3 separate regions of the Mus musculus genome follow, and regions 2 and 3 are each linked to region 1. A link is a contact called in public HiChIP or PLAC-seq data. All regions are on one chromosome and are shown on one strand. Each heading gives the region's core, a stretch centred on a gene start, on an enhancer-like site or on the middle of the called end of the contact. The rest is flanking DNA. Distances are from core to core; before and after follow the strand shown. Region 1 overlaps Gm1604a (predicted gene 1604A). Region 2 holds the start of 4930506C21Rik (RIKEN cDNA 4930506C21 gene). Region 3 has its middle 25 kb from the start of Ccr6.

Evidence for each region. HiChIP or PLAC-seq counts read pairs in DNA pulled down with a chosen protein or histone mark.
Region 2: an H3K27ac HiChIP or PLAC-seq map of microglia shows a contact between it and region 1, with 8 times the contacts expected there. The contact joins the promoter of 4930506C21Rik here to the enhancer-like site in region 1. A contact is called at or near these places in 2 of 39 promoter capture datasets (the HPC-7 cell line and hippocampal neurons), 1 of 15 datasets of contacts at CTCF or cohesin (embryonic stem cells), 5 of 484 Hi-C or Micro-C datasets (Th1 cells, cortical neurons, embryonic stem cells and 1 more) and 8 of 115 datasets of contacts at active chromatin or transcription factors (bone marrow-derived macrophages, embryonic limb bud, embryonic stem cells and 4 more).
Region 3: an H3K27ac HiChIP or PLAC-seq map of microglia shows a contact between it and region 1, with 4 times the contacts expected there. The contact joins two enhancer-like sites. A contact is called at or near these places in 1 of 484 Hi-C or Micro-C datasets (the G1E-ER4 cell line) and 2 of 115 datasets of contacts at active chromatin or transcription factors (microglia and regulatory T cell precursor).

Annotation. Positions count from the first base shown.
Region 1 is chr17:7,866,936-7,871,413 of GRCm38.p6, reverse strand. All of the region lies in intron 5 of Gm1604a (predicted gene 1604A), which reads left to right. Among named protein-coding and RNA genes, the nearest start is that of AU041480, 32 kb to the right of the region's middle. Within about 2 kb of position 2,578, at least 42 of the 459 cell types and tissues checked have an H3K27ac peak or open chromatin away from gene starts, as enhancers often do. A contact at or near this core is called in Th1 cells, bone marrow-derived macrophages, memory CD8 T cells and 2 more, where this site is marked.
Region 2 is chr17:8,309,087-8,313,564 of GRCm38.p6, reverse strand. It overlaps 4930506C21Rik (RIKEN cDNA 4930506C21 gene), which reads left to right and starts at 2,447. Exons shown (of 5, transcript NR_073374.1): 1 at 2,447-2,548. It overlaps Sft2d1 (SFT2 domain containing 1), which reads right to left and starts at 2,462. Exons shown (of 8, transcript NM_134114.2): 1 at 2,280-2,462. The coding sequence starts at 2,342.
Region 3 is chr17:8,209,095-8,213,572 of GRCm38.p6, reverse strand. No RefSeq gene overlaps it. Among named protein-coding and RNA genes, the nearest start is that of Ccr6, 25 kb to the left of the region's middle. Within about 2 kb of position 2,687, at least 41 of the 459 cell types and tissues checked have an H3K27ac peak or open chromatin away from gene starts, as enhancers often do. A contact at or near this core is called in microglia, where this site is marked.

The DNA of each region.
Region 1 (4,478 bases), core at 1,329-3,828:
ACTCTGAGGGCTCACCTGGTACCTTATTCTTAGAGTGCTCAGCACTCTGTCTCTAACATGCATCTCCTTGTCCTGTGGTGACTGTTCACCTGTCTCTATACGGGGACACTCCTTGACATATTGGTTTTTACCTCCCTAGTGTCAACCACTGTGCCAGCTAGATCGTTGTTTGATCGGCAGTCTGAAAGTCAATCTATCAGGTACATCTATGAAGCTAAATCTCAGCTAACTTTGGTCAGGATTCAAAGTGTGATTCACCCAGACTCTTTAAATGTCACTAAAGGTCACCACTGACATTAGGGTGCTGTGGCCCCTGAAGCAAACAGTAGAACCTTCAGCCAATCACCAGGGAGCTATTGTGCTTGGAACTTTTTTTTTTTTAAATAGAGGTCAGTGGCTTGCCCGCTCCTCCAGGAGATCCAGAATGCCATTTGCTTGGACTTAAGCCAGAGGCCATTTACTTCTCCAGCCTGATTCCCTTGCGCTCAAGTCTGCAGAATTTTGTACTTAGTTGCTATGTCATAGCATGGCCGTGAGCTCAAAGGAAACACACAGACCACTTGGCAAGACAGATTTCTTTTTTAGGTATCTTTAGAAACTAAAGAGCTCAGAGCCTCTACCCTCTAATTACAGACTGCACCCTACAGCATTGGTGAAGCTGAGCCTGGCTATGGGGACAGGCACTGAGTCCACCCCAGAAGCAGCAGCTGGGTAACTTTAGTGTCCCTTGGTTCTTGAACATTGCTTGACTCCTCAATTCCCTTTTTTCCTACTGATGTTAGCTTATGTTGTAGAACGATGTCAGGGAACCTCGGGTCAGAGAAGCTGCCCGCTGCATCAGATCAGCTGCGCCTGCTTGCAAGAATCCATAATTACAGCATTTATAGCCTGTTCCCATTCTCTCTGGGGCCGGAGTAGAGGGGCTGGCAGTCACGGGAGCCTATCCACTCCTCCAAGCCTCTCGTCTGCAATTCTGCTTTAATTGCAAGAGACATCCTGATCTTGGGAGACAACAGAATTTGTAGATTTGTAGGCTGCAGAAATGAAAGGGGCCCCGTCTAGGCAGCTATGGGGAAGCCATCATCCATGCTGGTCAAAGAATTTGCATGTGGCTACAGTAAATCCTCCTCCCATCCATGCTCTCTGAGGAACCCCAACCTACTTTTTAGCTGACCAGGGTGGACACTGGCAGAATCTGTTCTTTGCTGTGTTGTTAGGACCTCACGGGGAGGGGTGATATTGTCTCTGTCTCCCCAGGGAAGGGGTCTTCACAGTAGTTGTGATGCACTGTAGCATCTACAGATACCTTGAAGCCTTTGAAGTGTGAACACCTTATGTCCCGGGTCCACCCTTTTGGCTTCTCTGGCTGTGTTGTAATCTACAACGTTCAAGCTCAAGAAAAGCACAATTCAGTTATTGAAAAAAATGCAAAAAACCCCAAAACAACAACAAAAAGCACCCCAAAACAAAACAAAAGAACAAAACCAAAAACCAAAACCAAACCAAACAAACAAACAAAACCCCTTTCCTCATGGCATTTTATGTAGGTTTATGATTTTGTGTTGACCTACAGTTGTCCCTGGCCTGAGGTTTAGACATCCTGGGACATATGACATTTATATATTCAAGTATTTGGTTCCTTGCTAGTAAATTGAAATTAACCTTAATCCCATTTTAAAAAAAAACCAAATCATTTTTATTTCTTAATTATGTATCCGTCAGATCTCCTAGAAATACAGGTGGTTGAGCCCCTGGGATGAGAACCCAACTTGGAGCCGTTTTGAGAATAGTGCATGCTCTTAACTGCTGAACCATCTCTCCTGTTCACCTCTCCTGAAAGAGCTTCTGTGGATTTGCCATGTTCCCTGTGAGATGCAGAAGAGAGCGGGGTGTTCCCAAGTGACGATAAGTGCTTATGACCCCAGGTAGACCCACACACCTTCGTAGAGACTTTATTGACTCCCAAGCCTCACTCAGACTTTTGCTCTAATTTCTCTGCTGTCTGGGGAGCTTTGGGAACATGGCGTACAAGTGGTAGCTGAGGAGAGGAAGTTCCTGTCGCTGTCCCAGAGAATCCGACCCCATCTTTCACATCCTCTTTGCATTCCCCAGGCCCTCTGACCGCAGTCAGGTCTCCACTGCATAAGGCTTCATTCAAATAGATCCTTAAATGCACCAGTCTGTCCTCTGCAGTCTCTCTTCCTCTTCCCTCCTTTCCTCTCATCAGTGCCCCAACATCTCTCTATCCCTCCATCCTGCCTCAGTTACCAGAAGCACCCCGCCTAGAGACTTCTGCCACTGAGATCGGGTGGTGCCCTCAGGTTTTTCCTTGTCTATGCCCCTCACCCCCACCCTGTACAGATGTCCTGGGATCAGAGGCTGCTGGGAATGGGGGGGGGGGGAGGGTGGTGTGGACTTCTCCACTGCATGATCTTAATTTCTATAGGAGGAGAGACAGCAAGGAAGACTGTTTCTGTCCCAGACTGCAGTGGCTTTCCTGTAAGGGCTCCCAACAGCTGTGCAAAAGCAGAACCTGTCTAGACTGGGGGCTCCCAAGGCTGGGAAAGAGGTTGTCCCAGCGGTGAGTTCTCCGTGGGGGAAAGAGCAAGGTCGCCCTCTACAGGCAGCAGTGGGCTCTGTTGTATCTTCAGAGTTGCTGACTTCTCAGCTCTGCCTGTGTAGACATGAATTGGTGTTGAAGGTAGCCTGGAATGGGGCCTTGAGAGAATCCCGGGGTAAAGAGGGCTGCAGTGTAGTTCTTCTGAAGCCACTTTGGCCTTCTCGATGTGCCCCACTGCCAGGAGTAGCGTCTGTGTTCTTCTTGGCTCCACAGTCATGCCGTTTTAATTTCATCTAACTCCCCCCATGCAAAGGGCTTTCTTTAGGTAAGAACCGAGGCTTTGGTTTCATCGAGATCAGTTCTGGGGTTCCTGAGTTTCTCACCATCTGTGTGACCCACTCACTGCCCAGGACCTCGTTGCAGTAGTAGCCGGTGTATCCCTGCCCAAGGTGAGCTCTGGGAAATGTCGAGACTATTGAGCTCCGTTGTTGTGGGCAGCATCTGACCTGCGAGTGCTGAATGCTCAGATGCTGGGACAAATGTCTGTCCTGCTTGGGGCAGGTGAGCACTTTAACAATCTCATCTTTAGGGCTATCCATCGAGAAGATTGTAAATAACTGCTTGCTGCTTTTGTGATTTTTTTTTTCCCTTATGTTTGGTGATTCCTTTTGGGGCTACATCCACACGGTGCCAAAAGTACCCAGGTAACTCAGTAAGCACCTCTCAGATCATCCATGTAACATGTGTGACGCTCTCTCCTCCTTACCCCTTGCCCTGCTGGAAGGGAGTTAGCCTAAACCAGAATAAACACGTTGATCAATGGTACCCCAGCACTCACACCAGTGATGCAGGGTCAGGGATATCTGTCTGCTTGGAGGATCGATTGGTAAGGGGTAGATGGAGAATTGCCATGAGTGTAACCATGTCAGAAGCATCCACAACAATAATTTAATAAGCTATGTCAGTTTCCTTGGTTACAATTTCCCTCCAGTGTTAGCCATTGGCCATCACAGGTTCTTTGATGCTCATCTTAAATACTCATATCGACTCAGAACACACATTCACATCATTCAGTGTGTAGATATATATGAAATCCATATCAATGTACATATGTGAAATATAGATGTATGTATACACATATACGAGGTATATAGAGATGTATGTACATGAAATATTATAGATGTATGTATATATACACACATATGAGATATATAGAGATGTATGTACATGAAATATTATAGATGTATATATACACACACACATATGAGATATATAGAGATGTATGTAGATACACAGGTTACCGAGGGTAACGAAGCCTCGGCTGACTTCCTGAGGGCGGTGGCACATTGCTGGCACAGGTAAGGAGCGCCATCACAGGGTCAGATATTAACTAATCTAGTTGGAAAGTTGCTACAAGCGTCAGGCTGAGCTGCAGAGGCACAGAACTGGAGCTGGCCGGTCAGACACAACTCAAGGGAACAAACATTGAACACTGGACCAGGTGGAATTTTAGACCCAAAGACAGTAGCAAGTTTTCTGCTGGCGAGTCCCTTGTAGCACACCGCATGGTTGGGTGACTGGTTGGCAGCGTCATTGCCAGTGTAGTGTTAGGCTCCATTCCTTTCCTGGGGTCCAAGTGATGGCCTCGCCACCGGCTGTCCCACTCATCCATCCCCTTGCCCTGAGCTCCTGTTCCTTCAGACTGATGACTTTATCTCTTCCAAGTGACTTGACCTCGCGCCCCCCCCACCCCCACACTGGTGTTTCAAAACAGGGTTTCTCTGTATTGCCCTGGCTGTCCTGGAACTCACTCTGTAGACCAGGCTGGCCTGGAACTCAGAGATCCGCCTGCCTCTGCCTCCTGAGTCCTGGGATTAAAGGTGTGCACCACCACACCCAACTACGCCACCTTACAGCA
Region 2 (4,478 bases), core at 1,198-3,697, 440 kb before region 1:
CCACAATCGCAGAACACCCTGAACTCTACACAAACTTTCTGGTCCTCACTAACTTCTAAGTATCTCTCACCTTGTGGTCTATCCTCCCCGAGGGCATGCGTTCTTCCCACACATCCTGCAGGACAAGCAGTGTGCTAGGCACTCTTCCCTCTAGGCCCATGCTCCTCCCCAGACACATAATACTTTCAAGGCCACCATGACATTCTACCCCTGTCCCTCATTACTGTCATACCTTTCATTCTCGGAGAGCAAAATATTTATACATATGAAGGAACAATAAATCTTTAAAAAGGTAAGAAAATGGGAGTACTGGATCAACACAGCTGAGGCTTCCCCGTGAACAGGCTAAGCTCCCACGCCCTCTTCTCAGAGGTGGCCCTACTTTGAGACATTCTGGAAACTTGAGATGCTAAGGCCGACTTGACAGAAGTCACTCCCTAGGGCTGACCTCTCTCCTTCCTGGAGCTGGGAAGCGAATCCCCTCCCACACGTCTATCCAAGAACTGAACTGTCCACCATACCTTCCCATCAAGATGGACTAAAGCTCTGAAATGGAACCACGACATACCTTCCCTCTCCTTGAGCTGTTTCTGCCAGGTACTGTGCTCAGCGATGGGAAAGTGGCTAATACAGTATCACTCACTCACAGTGAATCGAAACCCTCTCCACAGCCTAAGAGACCCAATGGGACGCAGAATCTTCCACCTCCTGCCTTCCTGCCTTTGTCTCCTACCTGTGTCCCTCTTTCCCTCTGTTCCAGTCACCGGCCCAGCACACACAGAGGCCACCCCTGCCACTCTCTCCTAGTTGGGAGCTCAGGAAGAGCTTCCCTGAGCTACCTGAGAGGCTGACTACCCTATGCACTACGGCAACCCTAAGCTTCCCAACCCACTCTACCTGTTCCACGCACTTTCCACTAACACTGTAACCGTAGCACCGGAGGCCTCTATCAGTCACTGTTATTACATCCACAGTGACAACGGATAACCACCTAACAGTCTATCACCACCAGAGCGTTCCACCTTTGACTGAACTCTTCTTTACACAATCTCCTCTCTTCCGGAAACAGCTCCAAGGACCAAGTTCACTTCTTTGTCCCCAGGATTTACAAGAGCACTGCCTGACAACACTCCAGCAATGTCTGAGCAGCAGCCACATGCTACTCAACACTTAAAAACGGCATGCACCACTACGGAAATAAATTCTACATTTTAATCTGTTTACATTTTGAGTGGCTACATGTGGTCATAGCTACAGCAAAGATCTAGAACAAAGAGTGGAGCATGAAGCAGTTGATACTATCAAGCACGGTGGATAAGCCATATTTACAGCCATTGCTGAAGTGACTATGTACAGGTCTTTTGTATTGCAATTACAATACTGATTTCAGTTCTCAGGAGGCAGAGGCAGGAGGACCTTTGTAGCTCCAGGCCAGTGAGGGCTACACAGTGAGACTTTGTCTTGGAACAAACCCAAAAAGAACAAACAAACAAAACACAAAATACAATATAGAGTTCACTTGTCTCAACACGGGCTACCTCAGCCCTGCCAACAAATAAGTCAGAAAGGAAAAACGAACAAACAAAACATCTTCATGTAATACAAAATCAGGCCCAGGTCTGTGCCAAGACACACCAAAATGTGCTAGCGTGCAAAACACAAAGCAGTTCCTGTTTGCCTATTTTTAATTCTTACTGGAGGAAGTAAGTCTTTATCAAGTCTCATGTCTGGGTCACAAGCAAACAAGGGCTCTGTTAATTAAACAAAACAAAACAAAACCATGCATTACTAAGGAGGGCTGACTTCACAGGCAACCTTTGGCACGTCCGTGCTCTCCAGTCTCTCGCCCAGATCTCAGCCTTAATTTTTTTAAAGATCTATTTATTTATTATTTATTTATATGAGTACACAGCAGCTGTCTTCAGACACACCAGAAAAGGGCATCAGATCCCCATTACAGATGGTTGTGAGCCACCATGTGGTTGCTGGGAATTGAACTCAGGACCTCTGGAAGAGCAGCAGTCAGTGCTCTTAACCGCTGAGCCATCTCCCCAGCCCCAGATCTGTCTTGAGACCTGGAATGAATGAGCCGGCCACAGGCAGCCTGGCCCCGAGGCCTGCTCGCTGCAGGGGCGGCGGAACTTGGTGCAGGAGGGGAGGGCGCAGAGAAAGGCCATGGCAGAGAAGCGGGGACCGGACAGTCCCGGGGATCCGGGACCGACTCCCCGAGAGCGGTTCGCGGTCCCCTCTCCCACTGTCGCCGCGGCCGAGGACGTTACCTGCGCCGTCAGGCCTTGCTCCTCGTCGTCCTGGCCGCTCAAGACGCGCCGCAGCTTCTCCATAGCCCTGTCCTCTTGCCACGCCGCCGACCCCTAGCTCGTCCGGCCCCCACGCCCACCCGGAAGCCCGGAATCCGCACCTTCAAGCGCCGGCCGGAAATCCGGACTTCCGCTTCCTTCAAGCATGCGCACCTCCTTGCTCTTTAATCTGCTGGGGCGGGCCTGATTACGTCACTTCCGGCGCGCCCACGGGTGCCCGCAGGGGGCTGGTGAGTGGCTTTTCTTATCCTCAAGATCGTTCAGCCAGCCAGTAGGGAGGGACACAGTTAGAGCTGTCTGTCCGGCCTGGTGCAGAGAAACAGTGTCCAGTTGCATGACTGTCCAGGCACTGAGTGACAGGTCCTGCCCCGATTGTTTTGGGTTGGAGAGATGGTAATGAAATGGCCTTTATTTTAACGATTTCACTAACAGCTTCCTCCTTAAAATTGGATCAAGAAAAAAAAAAGGGTTAATTGTCAATCCTACTGCCTCGCGAAAGGCAGTCATTACTAGAGAAGGGGATCTTTTACAGATGAAACTGCTCCAGCGTTCTCAGGGAGTTAGACCTGAACGAACAAAAGTGCGAAAGCCCCGTCCCTTTGCCCTTTGAAAGATTACAAAGATGATAACGAATGTACAATAAAAATCGTCCTTGATGTCCAATAAAATAGTTTTTAATATGGCTACACGTTTTCCCTTTGAAGTATAGTAACTTCTATATTAAAAAATCTGATAACAGTAGTTATGAAAAGTCTGTTTTTCAATATATATGAAATTGCCAGTACTCACAATATAGTTGAAACCTCGATTTGAAGGAGTCAGTATGTACTTGAAATAATTAGTGGCAGTTTAAAAATTCTGGTGACATATACATGGATCTTAATGTCACAGTGAAACCCATTAATTTGTACAAATGATAGGGTGTTAATTATAGTAACAAGAATAAACAACGATCCTAGAATGTGTTGCAGACAGAAAGCTATTTAGTAACCCAGTTTTGCCTGAGACTTAACCTCTTAGTGTTCTGATTTGATATATATGTGACCCCACCCCCTTCTGTCATTTGCCTGTGTGTCTGTGTACCATATTCATGCACAGCCCATAGCTATCAGAAGAAGGCATCAGATTCCCTAGAACTGGAATTAGGGAAGATTGTGAGCTGCTGTGTGGGTGCTGGGAAACTGAATCCTCTGGAAAAGCAGCCAGTGCTCTTAACCACTGAGCCCATCTCTCCAGGCCCCTGTCATTCTTAAGGCCGAGTACGATCTTATGTAGAATAGAGACCTTGGGCAACACACATGTCTTGAAGTGTAAATTGCCTGACAAATTTAATTATATAGAACAAAATGTAACTATTAAAAACAAGGACTGAGGGCTTGAGAGATGGATCAGAGGTTAAGAACACTGGATGCTCTTCCAGAGGCCCTGAGTTTGATTCCCAGCACCCACTTGGTGACTTCCAACCACCTATAAAGGGATCTGATGACCTCTTTTGTCATGCAGGCATACATGCAAATAGAGCATAATAAATAAATAAATATATTTAGTATTTATTATATATAACATATATTAACTTATATTATTATATAAATAAACAGAGCATAAATAAATCTTAAAAGCAAAATAAAGACTGAACTAGAGGTGGTGGCGCATGCCTTTAGTACAGCACTCAGGAGGCAGAGGCAGGCAGATCTCTTGTGTTAGAGGCTAACCTGGTCTACAAAGTGAGTTCTAGGATAGCCAGGGCTACACAGAGAAACCCTGTCTCAAAAACCCATACAACCAAACAAACAAAAGGCCAATGTATAGGTTTTATTGTTTCTTGTTCCCTAGAAGCCAAACCTGTCTTCTGAACAATGTTACAAAGAATTTATTAGATCCATTGTGGGGGATAATAAAATGAGTAAGGGCCTAGGTTCTGGAGAGAAACTGGGCTAGAATCTTGTCCCCACTCCTTGTAGCCTTGGGATTTGACAAAAATCACCACAAACCTTGGCTTCAGATATGGAAATAAGGAAGGCATAATGGTGCAAGCCTTTAAACCCAGCACTTGAGAGGCAGAGGCAGTGGATCTCTGTGAATTCAAGCCAGCCTGGTCTACGTAGTGTGAGGGAAAGCCAGCTACATAGTGTGAGGGAAAGACCATGTCTCTAAAACAAA
Region 3 (4,478 bases), core at 1,438-3,937, 340 kb before region 1:
CGGTCACAAACACTCAGAGGCGTGTCTTCTAGGCAGTTTCAAATTCAGCTGAGATGAACCATCCTGGGTACCAAGCTAAGAAGTAGATTCAATGCAGTGGCTGGCTGTTGTTTGGGTAAGGGACACAGGGTACATGGAGTGTTCACTGGAATGGAAGGTGAGAGAGCCCTAAGGCTGAGGGCATTCACAATGGTATGGGGATCTTGCCTCTATGATGTAGTGACCTCTGAGAGCCTCTATTTCTTCTTCTGGGATATGCATAAATATGGCTACTTTAAAGGCACACATTAACTGGGTGATGGTAACATACCTTTAATTCCAGCACTCAGGAAGCAAATCTCTGAGAGTTTGAGGCCAGTCTGGTCTACAAAGCGAGTTCCAGGACAGTCAGTGCTATATAGAGAAACCTTGTCTCGAAGATACAAACGCAAAGCAAAGCAAAGCAAAGCAAAGCAAAGCAAAGCAAAGCAAAGCAAAGCAAAGCAAAGCAAAACAAAACAAAACAAAACAAAACAAAACAAAACAAAAATCACACACTAGACACACACTGACACAAAGAATCAGAGAAGAAATAGATCACTGAAGTCTAAGTTATGTTAAGACACCACAGATCTAGGTCTTTGTGGATCTAATATGTCAGAATAGTGCTAAATGATCTTCCTAGCCAGCTACAGTTCTGGCCATTCCGTACTGTAGCATTGACTTGATAGCATTTTCTGGAAGCTCTCTCTCCAGAATGTTGATGGGGAAAATACGTGAATGCAGGTATAAGGTCTGTGGGTGTATCTCCATGCACTCTATACTTTGCCTGGTGCACAAAATTCCCTAAGTAGAAGTTGTGGGCTGTGGAGACCCAAAAAGAGGAGGAAAGAAGAAAAGGGCTCCCAGAGAGAGAGTGGCCGAGAGAGCAGACTTCTGTGTTCCCTTTGGTTACTCGGCTTTGCTCTAAGAGAAGTGATGGAGATGAAGATCCTTCATCTGTTGCCTCGGGGCAGGAAGATGAAGAAGCCATCCGTTGCCCTCATCTGAGTTCCTCCAGGGAGTCTTTGGCCATCTACACAGATGCCACACTCTCCACTTCCAACCTTGTCCATGTGTTCAGTGATCAGGCATAATCCACCAGAGCCTGCATCTGATGCAAGGCTCACCTCTAGACCACTGCTGCAGTGGGCCAAGGGCCACCTTCTACTCAGTGTTATAAAATGGAGGGCGTAAGACTTGTGGGCAAAAGTCCAACCTGGGTTTCTCAGAAAATTGCTGATCTGTGGCCTCTAGAAAAGAGGGCAGTGGGTCTTACATTGACCAATAACCTGACTCATTATATCCAAAAGGTACCCTACCCATTCCCTCCATAGAAGACCTTACATTCCCATCGTAGAGTCCCACAGAGGGCCCTAGAGTTCCTCTTCTTTGTACTGAAGACCACTCTAAAATCTGGTGTGGACCCAGGACACCGAAAGTTCTCAGAGATCACTGCTTCTTCATGAGGACCACCCCACCCAACAAAACAGCTTTTTAACAGGAAGGGTCGTTGTAGGCTCCTTCTATACAGGGGCCGCTCCTAAAAGCCCACACCTCAGATCTTCCAAGAACAGGACCCAGAAAGTTCAGGATGCTTAATTTTCAAACCAGTTCTCTCATTTGATTCTGATGTTAGCTCAATTTAAGTTTCTTCACCCCCCTCAAAATTGAAGTCTCAGTTCAACCACTGGCCTACTTATATAATCAACGAATAATATATTTAAGATGTTGGGAGCTCATAGATAGCCTCCAACAGATCTGAAACAGATCTGGGTAGATAAATGGAGACATAGGTAGAGTTAGATCTGGGGTTGTCTGTCAGTCATGTCTTCAGTACACCAGTCTTTCTAGCCCCCGGGGAGAGATTGCTTCAGCCCACAAGAGGCTGAGCTGTGGGAGTTTCCCTCCTGCCTGTTCTGTCTTTGCTCAGGTAAATTCCAGGCTCATCGTTACCCGACAGCAGCCCTCTACGGGCTCTGCACATGGCTGCGGCTGCCTGCTATGTTACTCTCAGACAAACCCATGGTTTTGGAAGGAGTCAGTTCCACTGTCACACTTCTTTGGCAAACTTTGAAGGGGTCCTTTATGGTATACCCAAGTCTCCTTCCTTGTGCCCATCTTGGATGGGAGAACGTTCTCTTCCCTGTCAGCCACAGAAGCTGAATTCCTCTTCTCTCAGGAAATGGCAACATTTATATCTGTGACACTGGTCCCCACCCACAAGCCAGCTTGTGCTGCAGAAGCCTGGTTCCAGGTTCTTGCACCTCTCCACTTCTCCCGCCAACCCTAGAGCGCTCCATGGGAGTTAAGAGGGCTCTGTGCCTCAGCCTCCAAGTTGGGAGCAGATGCGACCCTTGTTTGGCTTCCCAGAAGGCTTTGGGTCCTAGTTGCTGTGTTCTCACCCTGTGCAGCAAGCATCTATCTGTTCTCCCTGGTGCTGTCAAATCTGGAACCAGTTGGACATCGCAACCATGGCAGGCTCGTCCCTCCCTGCCATCCCATGGCTCCCTCTGTATTCTCCCCAGGATTTTGCTCTCTTGGTTGCCTCTCACCCCGCACTCTTCGAGGGGGCACGTAGGAGAAATTGCAGGGCTGCAGCCCCCCCCCTTCTTGTTAGAAGGAGCAAGGCTGTTTGCCACTTCCTACAGTGTAAGAGGAAGCAGAAGCCTGCATTTATAGTTAGTGCTGAGCCTGTGTGGGCTTCCAGGTGTCGTAACAAACATGTCCCCTCCTGTAAGCCGCTTCCATCTGGAGGAGCTGCCTCATTTCCCTCACTCGGCCTGACAAGATCCATGAGGGCCCTCACCAAGAAGGCTGAAGTGATGACTGACGGTGCGACAGTTTAACCGTGACTGTACAGAACAGGCACATGGGGTAGGTCTGGAAACAGAAGACACTGGGAAGGAATCCAGAAAACAGAGAAACCCCTGCAGATGTTAAGATCCAAGGGAGGGCAGAGATGTTGGTTCAGGTGCATCCTCAGGGGCTGGAATCTGAAAGCATGCTCTTGGGTGACAAGGACCAGAAGACCTGATTTCTTTCATGAGAATCAAAGTGGAGAGGAAAACAAAGGCCCTATCCCCTCCCACCCCAGGCCGGATCAGGAAGCCAGGCTGCTCTCAGGGACAGCACACAGCGTCTCCACTAAAGGTTGCTCAGTCTGGGGACCTGAAACTGAGACAGGTGTAACAGGCCCACTGGAACAAGTGGGGCTTTCCCAGAGTGGCTGACAGACAAGAAGTACGTGTTCAGAAAGTGGGACAAGCCCAGCACACATCAGGAGTGTGCTCAGAGCATGGGACAACCACTTAGATCAAACCTGCCCAATAAGGACTTATGAGACCCTCATCACTACAATGGAGCCCTGGCTCATATCCTGGAGGAAGGCATGCTGGACAGAGAGGCCAAGGATGCTGAGGTTGGACAGGCAGTGCTGGGCTTTCCCCACAGTCCAACAGCATCCCTTCACATCCATCTACTCAATCAGCTTGGTGCAATTGTCCATCTTCAATCATGCCTGCATGGTGAAGCCTTCATGAAGGTTCAAATGACAGGATGAGGGAGTCTCTGGTCTCCGCATGTGGATGTTGCTGGAAGATGGGGCATCTGAGCAGTCATGACAGATTAGGGCCCATCTCTATTCTTCATCCTGGATGTGGCTTCATGCAAATCACTTGAACTAGTAATAGTACAGTAATTGTAGTAATAGTACAGTCATACTCTCGTCATCTAGCAAAGAACCTATGTGCTTTTCTGAATACTGTGAACAGGGCAGCAAAGGAACTGATCCCAGAGAGCAGGTCCTGGAGTCTTCCTGCCTGAAGTAGTAAATGAAGGAAAAAAGAGAAAAGAAGCTACCTCCCTTTTCTCTATTAGAAAAATAAAAAAGCCAATGTGTTTCTAAAGTCAGAAGCTGATTAAGTGGGTGTGGCCATTTCTGATTTTGAGATGAAGAAACTGAGAAGTGCCCGCATTAACTTTGCTCATTGCTGTGACAAACTATCCAACAGAGGCAACTCAGGGAAAGGAGGATTTAGTATAGCTCACAGCATGAGGGTAGAGCCCTTCCTGGTGGGGATGGCTTGGCGGCAGGAGTGTGAGAGATCTGGTCACAAAAGCTGGCATCCAATTCACTTTCTCCTTAGGAAAGTTAGTGTGTGTGTGTGTGTGTGTGTGTGTGTGTGTGTGTATGTGTGTATGTGTGTGTGTGTATGTGTGTATGTATGTGTGTGTGTATGTGTGTATATGTGTATGTGTGTGTGTGTAGAGAGAGAGAGAGAGAGAGAGATGTGTATGGGTGCCCATGAAGGTCAGAAGAGGGTGCCAGATGCCTTGGGGCTGGAGATACAGTGGTTGGAAGTCTTACGTGATGTGACATGATGTGACATGACGTGACGTGCTTTGGGACTTGGGTCCTCTGCAAGAGCCATCTCTGCAGCCACTAGTTTGAGATTTTT